Regions from separate parts of the Sus scrofa genome. Here region 1 is linked to region 2. A link is a contact called in public Hi-C data. All regions are on one chromosome and are shown on one strand. Each heading gives the region's core, a stretch centred on a gene start, on an enhancer-like site or on the middle of the called end of the contact. The rest is flanking DNA. Distances are from core to core; before and after follow the strand shown.

The links. Hi-C and Micro-C count contacts between places; a contact is called where the count stands out from the background.
Region 1: a contact with region 2 is called in a Hi-C map of skeletal muscle, with 8 times the contacts expected there. The contact joins two enhancer-like sites. A contact is called at or near these places in 2 of 47 Hi-C or Micro-C datasets (embryonic fibroblasts and skeletal muscle) and 1 of 2 datasets of contacts at active chromatin or transcription factors (skeletal muscle).

The regions. Positions count from the first base shown.
Region 1 is chr5:65,306,315-65,312,624 of Sscrofa11.1, forward strand. No RefSeq gene overlaps it. Among named protein-coding and RNA genes, the nearest start is that of KCNA5, 130 kb to the right of the region's middle. Within about 2 kb of position 1,282, at least 2 of the 83 cell types and tissues checked have an H3K27ac peak or open chromatin away from gene starts, as enhancers often do. A contact at or near this core is called in skeletal muscle, where this site is marked.
Region 2 is chr5:65,155,463-65,161,771 of Sscrofa11.1, forward strand. No RefSeq gene overlaps it. Among named protein-coding and RNA genes, the nearest start is that of NTF3, 100 kb to the left of the region's middle. Within about 2 kb of position 4,814, at least 4 of the 83 cell types and tissues checked have an H3K27ac peak or open chromatin away from gene starts, as enhancers often do. A contact at or near this core is called in skeletal muscle, where this site is marked.

The sequences.
Region 1 (6,310 bases), core at 32-2,531, 150 kb after region 2:
CTGAAACAGAAAATGCTCAGTACAGGAAAAATTGGGCTATGGGCAGCAAAGAGTTTAATCCAAGTAGGAAATTCCATTGTAGCCCTCCAAATGTCATTCAGCTCAGCCATTTCATTCATTTATTTGTATGAAATTTATTGAATTTGATTGAGATTTATTGAACTTTTATGAGTCACCATGAATTAGATCACGTTGCAGTAACAAAGAACTCCAAAATCCTAATCATCGAAAAAAAAAAAAGTTGATTTGTCACTAGGGCAGCATCTCCAACATGGGTTAGTGGATGAATGATACTCTACACAATCTGGGAAGAGATTCCACCACCTTATGACTTAAACATTTGGAGTTCATGGTCTTAGCTGCAAGGAAAGGAAGAAAGCACATGTCCCTCCTGCTCCCCAGATCACTGATCAGGCTAGACACAGAGCACCCCCCAATAGCATAGAAACTGGGAAATGTGGAGAGTTAATGGCAAATACCTGGTAAGTGGTACTAACATTGTCATAAGCACTGATCACATTCAAGATATTGAACTAAGCACTGTCGATGTCCCTTTAGGAGTTCAGAGTCAAATGGATGATAATACTTTGGATATGAACATAAAAAAAAATGAGAAGGCAGAATGTGCTGCCAGACTTTTCAACTACAGTGACCCTCCCAGGAATGAGCCCACCACAGGAAACAAAGACTCAGTGCCAAGCTCATGAGTCCATGCGTTTAATCCAGCCTCCTCAATACAATGCCCACGTCTGTGCCATCATCCTTCAGGCTGATGGTTACGGGGGGTTGCTCTTTCTCTCAGGTCAGCCTAGATACTGAGAGGTCCTCAACCTCATTTCCCCCTTTTGGATAAATGTTCTGTTACGAATCCTCCCTCTCTTCTCCTTTCCCTTCTTGAGGCAAGCTGTGTTCCTTTTTCTTGAGAGCTGACATCTTAGCTCCTTCTCTGCTCAAGGAAGCTGGCAGCCTAACACAAAGCCAGAGTTCCATATGATCCCGTGAGGCTGAGAATAAAATCGAATCCCCCCCTCACATCAGGGAACCTTGAGATTTGGAGACTCAAAAATATCCTGGCAGAAGGTCCCCATAAAAATGTATAAATAACCACATTCTTACTCTGGCTCCTGTTCTCTGTGTTGAGGCACCTGGCACAAGGGTCAAGCAGAAGTTTGTTTTTCATCCTTCTCTTTTATTCGCCACTTGGCCTCCCTTTTTCACCCTCTGCCAATTGTCTGGTGACCTTCTGTCACGGAAAGTGACTCAGGCTCTCCTTCCATGTCTGTCCCTTCCAGGCAGGCTCTTGTTTCTTGCCTAGCCCAAACTGTCCCTCCGCCCAGTAAATACGACCTGTCCTGAATCTCCTTTCTCCTCAGATGACCTGCACAAAAGGCACCAAGAGCCCTGGCCTGACCAACTGCTCGAACACCAAGAGGTACAAGATTATTTGTGGGATCCCAGGGCCCGGGCTGCTCTCAGTTAGGAGAGGGAGGTCTGGCCAAGCCAAGTGGCCAGCTGGCTCTCTTGGCTATAAGTCACTGTCAGCTCTCTCTCATGTGTGGGTCTGGAATATGAATGGGCTTAGAAGTACAGAGTGAAGAGAGTAAAGACCTCAGAGGGCCACCTTGCGCTTTTCTCCTGTATTAGCAGCAGACACAAAGAAGTTTGTGACGGAGAGCCGTGAATAAAGCATATTTTTTCAGAGCCAGCTTCCTCTGTCAACATTTCCCCTTTCCCTGTGCTTCTTAAATGCACATTTCATTTGCTACCTGTTAATGGATGAGTGCATTTTTAGAAAGAGCTGCTCAGAAAGGACTAAGGAGAATTTCAAGGAATGAACACCAGTAGCTGAATTTCAGGCATCTGTGATTATGTCACAGATGTCCTTCAGGACTGAGGACCTCCCAACAAGTCTGAAAGCAGACTACATGGGCCAGGCAGCCAGCCTTGACCTGTCAAGTGGCATACCTGAGATTTCTATGGAAGACAAAGCCATGAAACTAGTGTTTTGTTATAATATGAAGGAAACAGACAATTCACGGGGAGTTTCTGACTCACCCAGGGAGAAAGTAGAAGCCAGGTGGGGGATTTGCAAAGAGCAGGTGTAACAGCTGCTAAGTATTTAAAACCTACTACCCAAGTGAACAGTGAGGTGAAATGCAAATAATTCACATAACACTGAAAAAGCTACTCAGCTTTTCTGAACTAAACCTTTCCTGGACAACATTAATGTTGGATGAGACCTTAGAAGTTATCCAGTCAAATGCCTGATCGACATGGGAGTCCCCTTTCCAAGGTTTCAACCTGTCTTGATCACACTCAGACATGGGTGTTCAAGAAACAGACTTGGAGTTCCTACTGGGGCTCAGTGGAAATGAATCAGACTGGCATCCATGAGGACACAGGTTTGATCCCTGGCCTTGCTCAGAGGGTTAAGGATCCAGCAGTCCAGCCTTGCTGTGTGCTGTGGTGTAGGTCACAGACATGGCTCCGGTCCCATGTTGCTGTGGCTGTGACATAGGCCAGCAGCTATAGCTCCAATTCGACCCATAGCCTGGAATCTTCCATACGCCGTGAGTATGGCAAAAAAAAAAAAAAAAAAAAAAAAAAAAAGCCAAAGAAAGAAAGAGAAAACAGATTCACTGACATAGAGAACAGGCTTGTGGTTGCCAAGGGGGCAGGGGGAGAGAGTGGGGTGAATGGGGAGTTTGGGGTTAGTGGGTGCAAGCTATGACATTAAGAATGGATAAGCCATGAGGTCGTACTGTATCACACAGGGAACTACATCCATCTCTTGGGTTAGAACACGATGGGAGAGAATATGAGAAAAGGAAAGGATATGTGTGACGAGGTCACTTTGCTATTCAACGGGAACTGGCACAACTTTGGAAATCAACTATACTTTAATAAAATAACATTTAAAAAGAAAGAAATGGGTGTTCGTTCCACTGCAGAATCATCCCAGTTGATGAATTAAACTCTTGCTGGGCCAGCACCCAGGCCTCTAACTTGGAACACTTACTCTTTTGAGACACCCTCAGCTTTCAAGGTAAATGTGGTGGCCTTGGTAATCATTTTGCTTAAAGACACTGTAGAAGATGGGGTGATTATCAGGGGGGCTTGGGAAAATTTCTGTTGACAATTTCCCATATTGCCTAGAAACTGATCCCTCCATCGATGGGGTGTTTTCCGTGCCAGCCTTTCTTCCACAGCTCCTCAGTTTTTCTCTCACCTCCCTTCTTTGCTCTGTGCACTCCAACAGAGAGAAACTAAAGACAGGGAACTGAAATGCGATTGTTGGTTTCTTTCCCACCTGCTTCGCCGGGTAACTCAGCTCCCCTGCACCACAAGCTCCCTGGGGGCCCTGGTCCTTCCCTGCCCCCAGAGCTCTTAGAGGCCAGAGCCCAGTGCCCCTCATAGGAAGGGAGAAGAGCAGCCTATGCTACTCACATTCCATTGGTGCTAATTAAGTCACCAGGCCCTGCCCCAGGGGAAATGTAGTTTCTGGGGCCTATGTCTGGGAAGGAAGCATAAAGGGACTTGGGAGCTTCAGAAGGACAATCACAGCTCCCACATATGCTATACCCTCTGTTCTTTTTCTTTCCTTTTCTTCTTCCTGCTTAATCCCCCTTACACCTGTGCCCTTTTTTTCACTCTGATCTAGCCATATAGTGGGGGAAAGTGTACACACACACACACACACACACACACAACAGAGGCTGGGCTGAATCTGGCAGAGCCCAGAGTCTGTGTAAACAACCTACCACCCATGCAGCATCACCCCGGGTTCATCTTTTGCTGGTTCCCCTCCGTGGTTTTGTCTTTTGAGAGGGCTCCCTCCCCCACCCAAATCCCAGATGCCCTGGTGGGGCTTCGGGATGCTAGGCACAGGTGTGCGTGGGTTCAGAGTTCACTGCTAAAGGAGGAAAGGAACAAGGGCGCTCCCCCTCACTTTGCCAGCAGCCTGCCTCCACCTCCTCGCTGCTCACCCCAGCAACCTCCAGGCTCCACATCTGATGGGACCTGCTCACGCTCCAGGAGCCTAGGCCCTTCCGTCGAAGAGGCAGTTCCTTCCACTGAAATATCAGAAACAGAATAGATGATGAAGGATTGCCAGGCAGATGGATGACGGAATCCAACTTGGAGACTCAGGCGGTAGGAAATAAGTTGGTCATGTCCCAGCTCTTCTGCATGCAACAAATGTCTGAAATTTAAAAAAAAAAAAAAATTGTTTTGGAGGGTGGTAGGGAATGGAATACAACCATGGCTCCTTTTTAAATTCTCCAAAATGTTACCTGCATAAAAAAAAAAAAAAGAACAAATGTCAGGGACAGGCACATCTTGGACTGAACTTCAAGTGAACTGATGGCAGGCCCCACCATTCTGAAAATACAAAAATTGAAAGCTGCCAGGGCTCCGAGCAGACCATGCATTTGCATCCTATTTAAATAATGCGCAAGGGTCTTTGGTTGGATGGGGAGTTTCTAGCCTTGGCAGAGACTTTGGAAGTACTCAGAGTGGAACTGCCAAGGTCAGCTGACAGCTTGACACCAGCCCAGGCGGCCAGCGTGAGACACCCCCACACCTGCAGAGAATGGTCTTCTGTATTCCAGTGGCGAATCATGTACATCTTTCAGAAACTTTGGTCTAGAGACTGGTACTTTCTAGTGCTGAATTATGAGCCGGAATCCCTTCCAACCATCAGCAGGGGAGGTCAGCTGCCAGAGTTCATCTTTTTGCCAAGAAGCTCCTAGAATCTAGAGCCCAGGGCTCTGCACACACGTGCCCTCCCTGCTCTGATTTCCTAGGCCTGTAGCTGAAAATGCGGCCTTGGTACACCAGCATCAATTAAGTCCTGGAGACAAGAGTTTTGAGGAAGAGAAAGAACAGCTTTATGGCTCTGCCAGGCAAAGGAGGCCACAGCAGGCTAATGCCTCAAACCTATGTCCTGTCTTGAGGGGGGACAGCGAGGGGTTTTACAGGTTTAGCTCCCAAGACAGGGTTATTGATTAAGGTGTCTGTATTATTCTTCATCCTTAGGTCATTTGAGTTGTCGAGGCCGGTGTCAGTGGGTCCGATGATGGTTTCTGGTGTCTTTGGGGTTATGGTTCCTTGACTTTCTCTCTGGAGTGAAGATTGCTCACAGGGAAGGGGCATTAGAGGTGTTCCCATTACAAAAGAAACACTAGGTGCAATATAACTAACTCTAACTGGAAAGGAACCATTAGTACTAAGTTAGTGGACCAAGGCAGGACATAACATAAGGGAGACAGTTTTAACAAATTTTTAGCTATAACCATATTTCCTAGTTATTATCTCTCGAGTCAGCCTTTTGAGACTGAGGGGAGACCTGGGAGCCTAAAGGAAAGAACTTTTACTGCAAAACACAAAGATTTAGGATCTGGTACACGGTTTCAGGCCCACCTACAGTGACCCCGTGGTGGAGGCTTTGAGGGACATGAGGATAAGCCTGCAGTCACTGGATGCTCCAGGCCACCTGCTGAGTGCCACCCAGCGATCCAGCAGGTGCCATACGAAGCAGAACAAATGCCCAGGTAAGCCGGCCCAAGTTCTTAACCCACAAAAGAGTTGTAAAAACTGTTTATCGTTTTAAATCCATTACAATTTAGAGGAGCTTATTACAGGAATTAGACAGCTCCCCAAGCCATAAGCATGCTTAGAAAACCAAATTGGCAAAAAGTGATAAATTATGAATCCCCTGCCATGATAGAAATTTTTATTTTCAGAGCAGGGAGAAGGTTAGTGAGGTTGAGACAGCCAGAGAACCCCCATCCCAAATCAGGGATATTGAATCAGCAAACTTAATAAGTAGCATGACGTTTAGGTGCTCAGCGAGGAAATGCAAATCCGCGAAGGATCTCGGGCGCCAGCAGAGCCCTCTGGGGCTGCAGGCAGCTCCAGCTTCAGCCTCACTCGCTGCGGTTTAGTTTTCCCACCCCCAGCTCCCCAGGGCATCAGGCCTAGGCTTCCTCATTTAAGACCCAGCCAGCCAGGGCCAGGAACCCCTCCTTTGCTTCTGAAGGGAGGGGGGCTTCCGCGGCTGCCCCTGGTTGGCCTTCTGAGCGACAAGCCAGCAGTCGGGAAGAGGGACTGGCGGTGGAAGGCTGCCTGATCAGAGTGGAATTATAGCAGCTCATTTTCTAAAGTGCCAGGAGACCCAAGGATGAACCTGGGGGCAGAAGTGGAAACCACAACGGCAGTGACTTCCTGGAGAAGCAATTCATCCTGAGCCTGAAGGCTCTGTCAACAAGAGGGCTCTCCCTCTCCTGGGAGCACAAGCCCTGTCAGGGCC
Region 2 (6,309 bases), core at 3,564-6,063:
CAGAACAGCTTCCTCTCTTCTAGTGCCAATCAACAGACCCTGTCCGCCTGGACCGGTGATCATCCTGCCAATGGACCCACAGAGAGCGTGTCTTGAATATTCAGAATGTGGCGTGCTTGCTTGCTTGCTATTTGCAGACCCATACCTAAGGGTTAACCCTGGACCATAACTATTGTTTTGGTCATCTGTGTGTGTGTGTGTGTGTGTGTGTGTACGTGCACACATGTGTGTAACATCTGGAGATCATTAAGAAAATATGAAAGCCCAACCCCATCAGGCTGAAACACACCATTGTTACTAAACCCAGCTACCCCATAAAAGTTTTCTTTGACTTAGAACGGAAATATTTGTTCTTACACCTGTTGTTGGCTCTTACCAAGTGACTTCCTTTGGTCTTTGGTCAGATGCATTTTTCCCTCTTTTGTGTGTGTGTGTGTGTCTTCTCAGGGCTGTGCCCGAAGCATATGGGAGTTCCCAGGCTAAGAGTCAAATTGGAGCTGAACCTCCCTGCCTATGTCATAGCCATAGCAACACAGGATCCAGGCTGCATCTGAGACCTACACCACAGCTCACAGCAACGCTGGATCCTTAACCCACTGAGTGAGGCCAAGGATCGAACCTGCATCCTCATGGATACTAGTCCAATTCATTACCGCTGAGCCACGACGAGAACTCCTTCCCCCGTACGCTGACATTTTCTTCCCTAAGTTCACCCTGAACTCCTCCAAGACCTGTTCATCCACAAAACATGGTGAGACATTCCCATGACGTTGAAGGGCTGCACCAGCCATTCCCAGGAGTAGCGATCACCTCCACTGCTTCTACCCACATGCAAAAATGTCTACCCAGGGAGTTGGGCTTTAACCAGCTAATCATCCTCTGAGGGGATGAAAAGCAGAAGACCTGCAGGATGACAGCGATGGCAGCATTGTGTCATGCATGGGACAGTAAAGAGCCTAGCCTATTGGAATACAGAGGGGGAGTTGGATGGAAAGACAGATATCGTGGAAGGGTTTTGTGTCTTGGGCTCAAGAGTCTGTTCTTTCTTTGTCCCAACCAGCCACAGGATCTTGGACAAATCATGCTCCTTCTCTAGACCTTGATTTCTTCTTCCGTAAAAGGAGTGAGGTTGCATTAGAAGTCAGGTGATAAAGAGGAGGCACTTAAAGTTGAATGGTGTGTTGAAAGGGTTTTTTGGGAAGATGAAGCTGAGCCGTAGAATGGATGGCGCTGAGAAAGGATTGGGTGCGTGGACTTCATCTAAGAAATTAGGCCAGGCTGCTTCCTGCTTGATGCCTGGCCTGGAGCCCTGGTCTAAAGCAAGAGACACTGTCTCTCTGTCCCCATCAATATGTCCCCTCCCTCCACTGCTCTGAATTCCAAGTCAATGGTAAGGCTGACTGACTGGGGGAGCCTCTCCTTGGTTCCCAAAGAGTTCAGCCTAACTTCTCCTTCTGGATACCTGCAGGTAGGGGGCTCTGTCACCTTCCTCTCTGGTTCTCCAATAGCCAGCTAGAGCGTAGGGCAGAAGGAGGCTGCGGCCGTCAGCATCAAGGAAGGGTGTGTAGTTTGTCACTGAACTCAGTTTTTCAATTGCACATGCAGCCTCTCTTGCTAAGGAGGCGAGAGGGGAGAGCCCTCTCCTTTGTGAGCCTCTTGGCTCCTCTACTGCACGAGGGCCAGCACCCTCTCCTGCCTTTGCCACTTCTATTCATGAACTTTACAACATTTGTATTTGTGCTGATTTATTTTATTTTATTTTATTTTGGCTTTTTTTTTTTTTTTTTTGCCATTTCTAGGGCCTCTCCCACGGCACATGGAGGTTCCCAGGCCAGGGGTCTAATTGGAGCTGTAGCCGCTGGCCTACACCAGAGCCACAGCAACGTGGGATCCGAGCCGGGTCTGCAACCTACACCACAGCTCACAGCAACGCCAGAGCCTTAACCCACTGAGCAAGACCAAGGATTGAACCCGCAACCTCATGGTTCCTAGTCAGATTAACTAACCACTGAGCCACGACAGGAACTCCTGTGTTTGTGCTGATTTAAAACTGTCCAAGCTGACCCTCCCTACAGCCCCGAAAGTAGGCAGGAAAGAGGTTGTATTTTTTTCTTTTTAGGGCCACATTCAAGGCATATGGAAGTTCCCAGACTAGAGGTTCAGTCAGAGCTGCAGCTGCCGGTTTGTGCCACAGCCACAGCAACGCAGGATCTAAGCTGCATCTGCAAATTACACCGCAGCTCATGGCAATGCCAGATCCTTAACCCATTGATGGAGGCCAAGGCTAGAATCCATGTCCTTATGGGTACTAGTTGGGTTCATCACCGCTGAGCCACCATGAGAACTCCGGGAAAGAGGTTGTTATATCCATTTTATTTAAGAAGGATCTGAGACTTGGTTTTGGGGTGACCAACTCAGGACCTAAGAGCTACTGAGTTCAGACTGGGCTTCCCTGAGTCTTCTGGCTCCAAATCCATTGATTGAATCCATTGGTTCAGAGCCATGTGAATCCCACCAGCCCTGGAGATACTCAGCTATTGGGGAAGGACAATGCAAATCTCTCTCCTGGGCTCCAGTGTCCAGCCAAGTCACTGCACGGTCCCAAGAGAAAGCAGGATAGCAAGAAAGTCTAGGTGATGTGGCAGCAAAGGGCAGAAAGTGGATCTGGAGGGGCAATGAGAGACTCTTAGCACACCAGGTATCTCATGTTTACCTTCATCATTGCACATACACGTGGAGTAGTTTCCATTGCAAAATAGCATCTTCAAAGCTGCCAGTGTTTAATGCCTGCTGTCCGAGGGTAAAGGTTCATAACCTTCTCTCACGTAATTCGGGAGATCAGTGAACTTGGGTTGGTACAAATGACATTCTTTGTTTTTACTAAACTCTAGCTGAAATTTAGCATTTCCTTCAATTATGAAATAGGCAAAAAGCCAAGGTAGAATTAGCGGTAGCTGTGACATTGCCATCCATAAGATATTTTTATGTATATTACAGATTTCACAGATATCTGGAAATATGCTTTACATTCTTCACTACTTCAAAACTGCAGCAATTTTTAGACCTGGCTGTAGATCGTGTTATTTAATGTGTTATGTAAAAAAGCACATCTATTACTGTAGCACACATTTGATTTTTAAAAATTATTCTGACAACTGTATCGCAATAAAACTGGGATCCTTTGAAATCCAATGTTTGGTATGCACTTAAAAATTGTTTTGAGTTCGTAGATTCATCAGACTGTCAAGGGGTCTATGGCACAAAGAAGTTTCAGGAACCTCTACTCTCTGGGCCATGGCACAACTCCTAGTGCTGGGAGGTGGTCTGGGAGAGTCCTGGAGAGTGTGATCCTGTTAAGAAAAACTGTTTAATATATCTTTGGTTATAGGTCAGATCCTATTCTGGAATGGAAGTGATGACAGTGAGGATTTTTCCAGAAGAGCATATTGTTTTTGTTTGTTTGTTTGTTTTTTGCTTTTTTTTAGGGCCACACCAACTGCATATGGAGGTTCCCAGCCTAGGCGTCAAATCGGAGCTGTAGCTGCTGGCCTACACCACAGCCACAGCAATGCAGGATCTGAGCCGCATCTACAACCTACACCACAGCTCATGGCAATGCCAGATCCTTAACTCACTGAGCGAGACCAGGGATCGACCCCATATCCTCATGGTTCCTAGTCGAACTCATTAACCACTGATCCATGAAGGGAACTCCCATATTGTTAACACTGACGCCTCTCCTGGTGGGTTGGGTCCTGGGCTGGGGAACGAGGGCTGGGGAAGGGGTGACCATGTGGGAATTCATAGCTCAGGACTGGACATGGAGTGGCGGAAGAGCTTGAGTGTCAGGCTGGCCGTTTCTGCTCTGCTGTCCTGTGACATTAGTTGCAGCCCAGAGTCAGCTCTCAGTTGGGGAATTAAGGGCAAAGAAATGAGAGGAAGGGGTAGCAGCCGGTGAAAAAACACTGAGCCGCCAGTGGATGAGATGGGCTGAAAGAACTCAGACAGAGGGGACAAGCAGGACAGACACGCTGGCCACGTGATTCCTGGGGCGTTCCAGAAACCCTCCGTGAGAGGACCTGGCAGAGCCTGGATTCCTGCCGACACACAGCCTGGGACTTGGCAGCATTACCATTCTACCTTGACTCTGAAATGCCAACAAGGCTCTGAGCATCCCTAAAAAAGAAAAATGCTGCCAGTTACAGTTATAGGAAGGCAATTGTATTGCGGATTCTTAAAATAGGAATGCATGTGTCTCTTAAAATATGAGTGCATGTGTCTCTCAGAATTGATGAAATACAAAAGTTCAATACTGAATTGAAGGGTGACTCCTGGCTCCAAAGTTAGCTGGCCCAGGAACATGGGTGTTTCATTTAGTAAGCATCGATGTCCTTGTTTTTCTCCCATAGCCCGTGAGCCCACTGAGAACAGGGGCTGTGTCCTGGCCATTTCCGCGTCCCCAGCATCCAGCACATTGTCTGTCTCCTGCTAGATGCTCTAAAAATGTTTGTCATTAATCAATAACTGACTGGCTGGATGTACTGAGGAAAGGATGAATTCATGAAGAGTGTGGTTCAGGGGTGCTTGGAGGTGGGGTGGGGAGTGGAGGAAGCCATCCTCCCCCAGCAGGAAGGATTGTTGTGTCACTGCCACTTTAGATGTTTTTCCTCCTGGTGATAATAAAAAGCAGATCTACTTTTTATCCATTGTGTAATTGTCTTTAAATCCTCTGCCCTGGGGCGCCCCTCATTGTCTGCACCAGGTGCAGACCACTCCTTCCAGCTCTTTCTGTGCGCTTCATGCAAGTGTGGCTAAGATTCGCTGCACCATGACGTCAAACCAGAATAACTGCGGCCAGACGTCTCTGGATCCCCACGTGAGCAGTCCTGGGCTCTCTTTATTGGAGATTTTGCCCTGAAACCCTGCAGATGCAGAGGAACACTGAGAAGATGTACCAAAGGCACGGCTGAAACACCGAGGGGACAAATGGACAAAACTTGTTAAGTGTTTCCATCGTAATCGAGGTGCTGCCCCTCCCCTCGGCTCACTGTGGCGGAATCAGCACCGCTGTCCCCCTAAGTATGCCATCCGCCTAAGGAATGGCTCTCCCAAGGAGCCATTGCACATTTGCTTAATGAATTTTGAAATAACCTCTACTTGGGGCTGCGTTTATTGAGAGAGGAGTGTCCACATGGGGCAGCTTCCCCTTTAGCTCTGCCTCCCAGCCCTGCATCCTGGGGACCAGGCCAGCGAGCTTGGTGAGGGGGTGCGGGGCTGGAGAGAGATGTTGGCTGCAGCGTGTGGCTTGTTGAGATCCTTGTGTTCATGAGTCAGTTCGGCTAAGTTTAGTGCTGGCTTCTGCCGCAGAACAGATGGACAGTGAGAGCAAAGATATTCTGCTTGACTCTAGCCTGGCACGACCCCATCCAAGTGGTCAGCCAGCTCTGAGCTGACACAGACACAGGCGTGGAGCTGTGCTTCTGGGTCCTGGCAATGGCAGGCAGAGGACAGGAATCCATGACTGCCCCTCATTCCTTCTCTGCTCATTCATTCAGATGCTTTCAGCGAGCACCTGTTATACAAAGGCAACAGTAAGTCCTCCCCGAAAAGAGCATGGAATTTATCTTTTTATCATTTGTTCTGCCACCCCCCGCTCCCCGACCAGGCTTATGGAGTTCCCAGGCCAGGGATCACAATGGAGCTGCAGTTGCGACAGCAATGCCAGATCCTTTAACCCACTGTGCCTAGCTGGGGAGAGAACCTCTGTCCTGCGGAGATACTGCCCACCCCATGGCACCACAGTGGGAACTCAAGAGCATGGAATTTAAATGGAAGATAGACCATAACCACACAGTGATATCAACAGGGTATAAATAAGTGGGAAACGGACAGGCGGTAACGGCGACTGAAACTTGGATAGTGTTATACAATTAAAGTGTTCTTTCAAATCTATCATTTTATTTGTTTCAAAGAGTAATCATGCAGAGCTGTGTTATCATCTCCAGGTGACAGATCAATACACTGAGAAACGAAGTAAGTTGCACAGTGTCTCAAAGGAAACAGATCCGGGAGCTGGGAGTGGAGACATCCTCCTTCAGTTTCCAGTTCAGGGTTTTTTTCACATCACTGCCGTTATGTTGGCTTGTCAGCTTTTTTTTTTTTTTTTTTTGGCAGCACCCATGGCACGTGGAAATTTCCAGGTCAGGGATCAAACCAGCACCACAGCAGTAACAACACCAAGTCCTTAACCTGCTGAGCCACCAGGGAACTCCTATGGAACTTTGTGATATGTGGGGATACTTACTTACA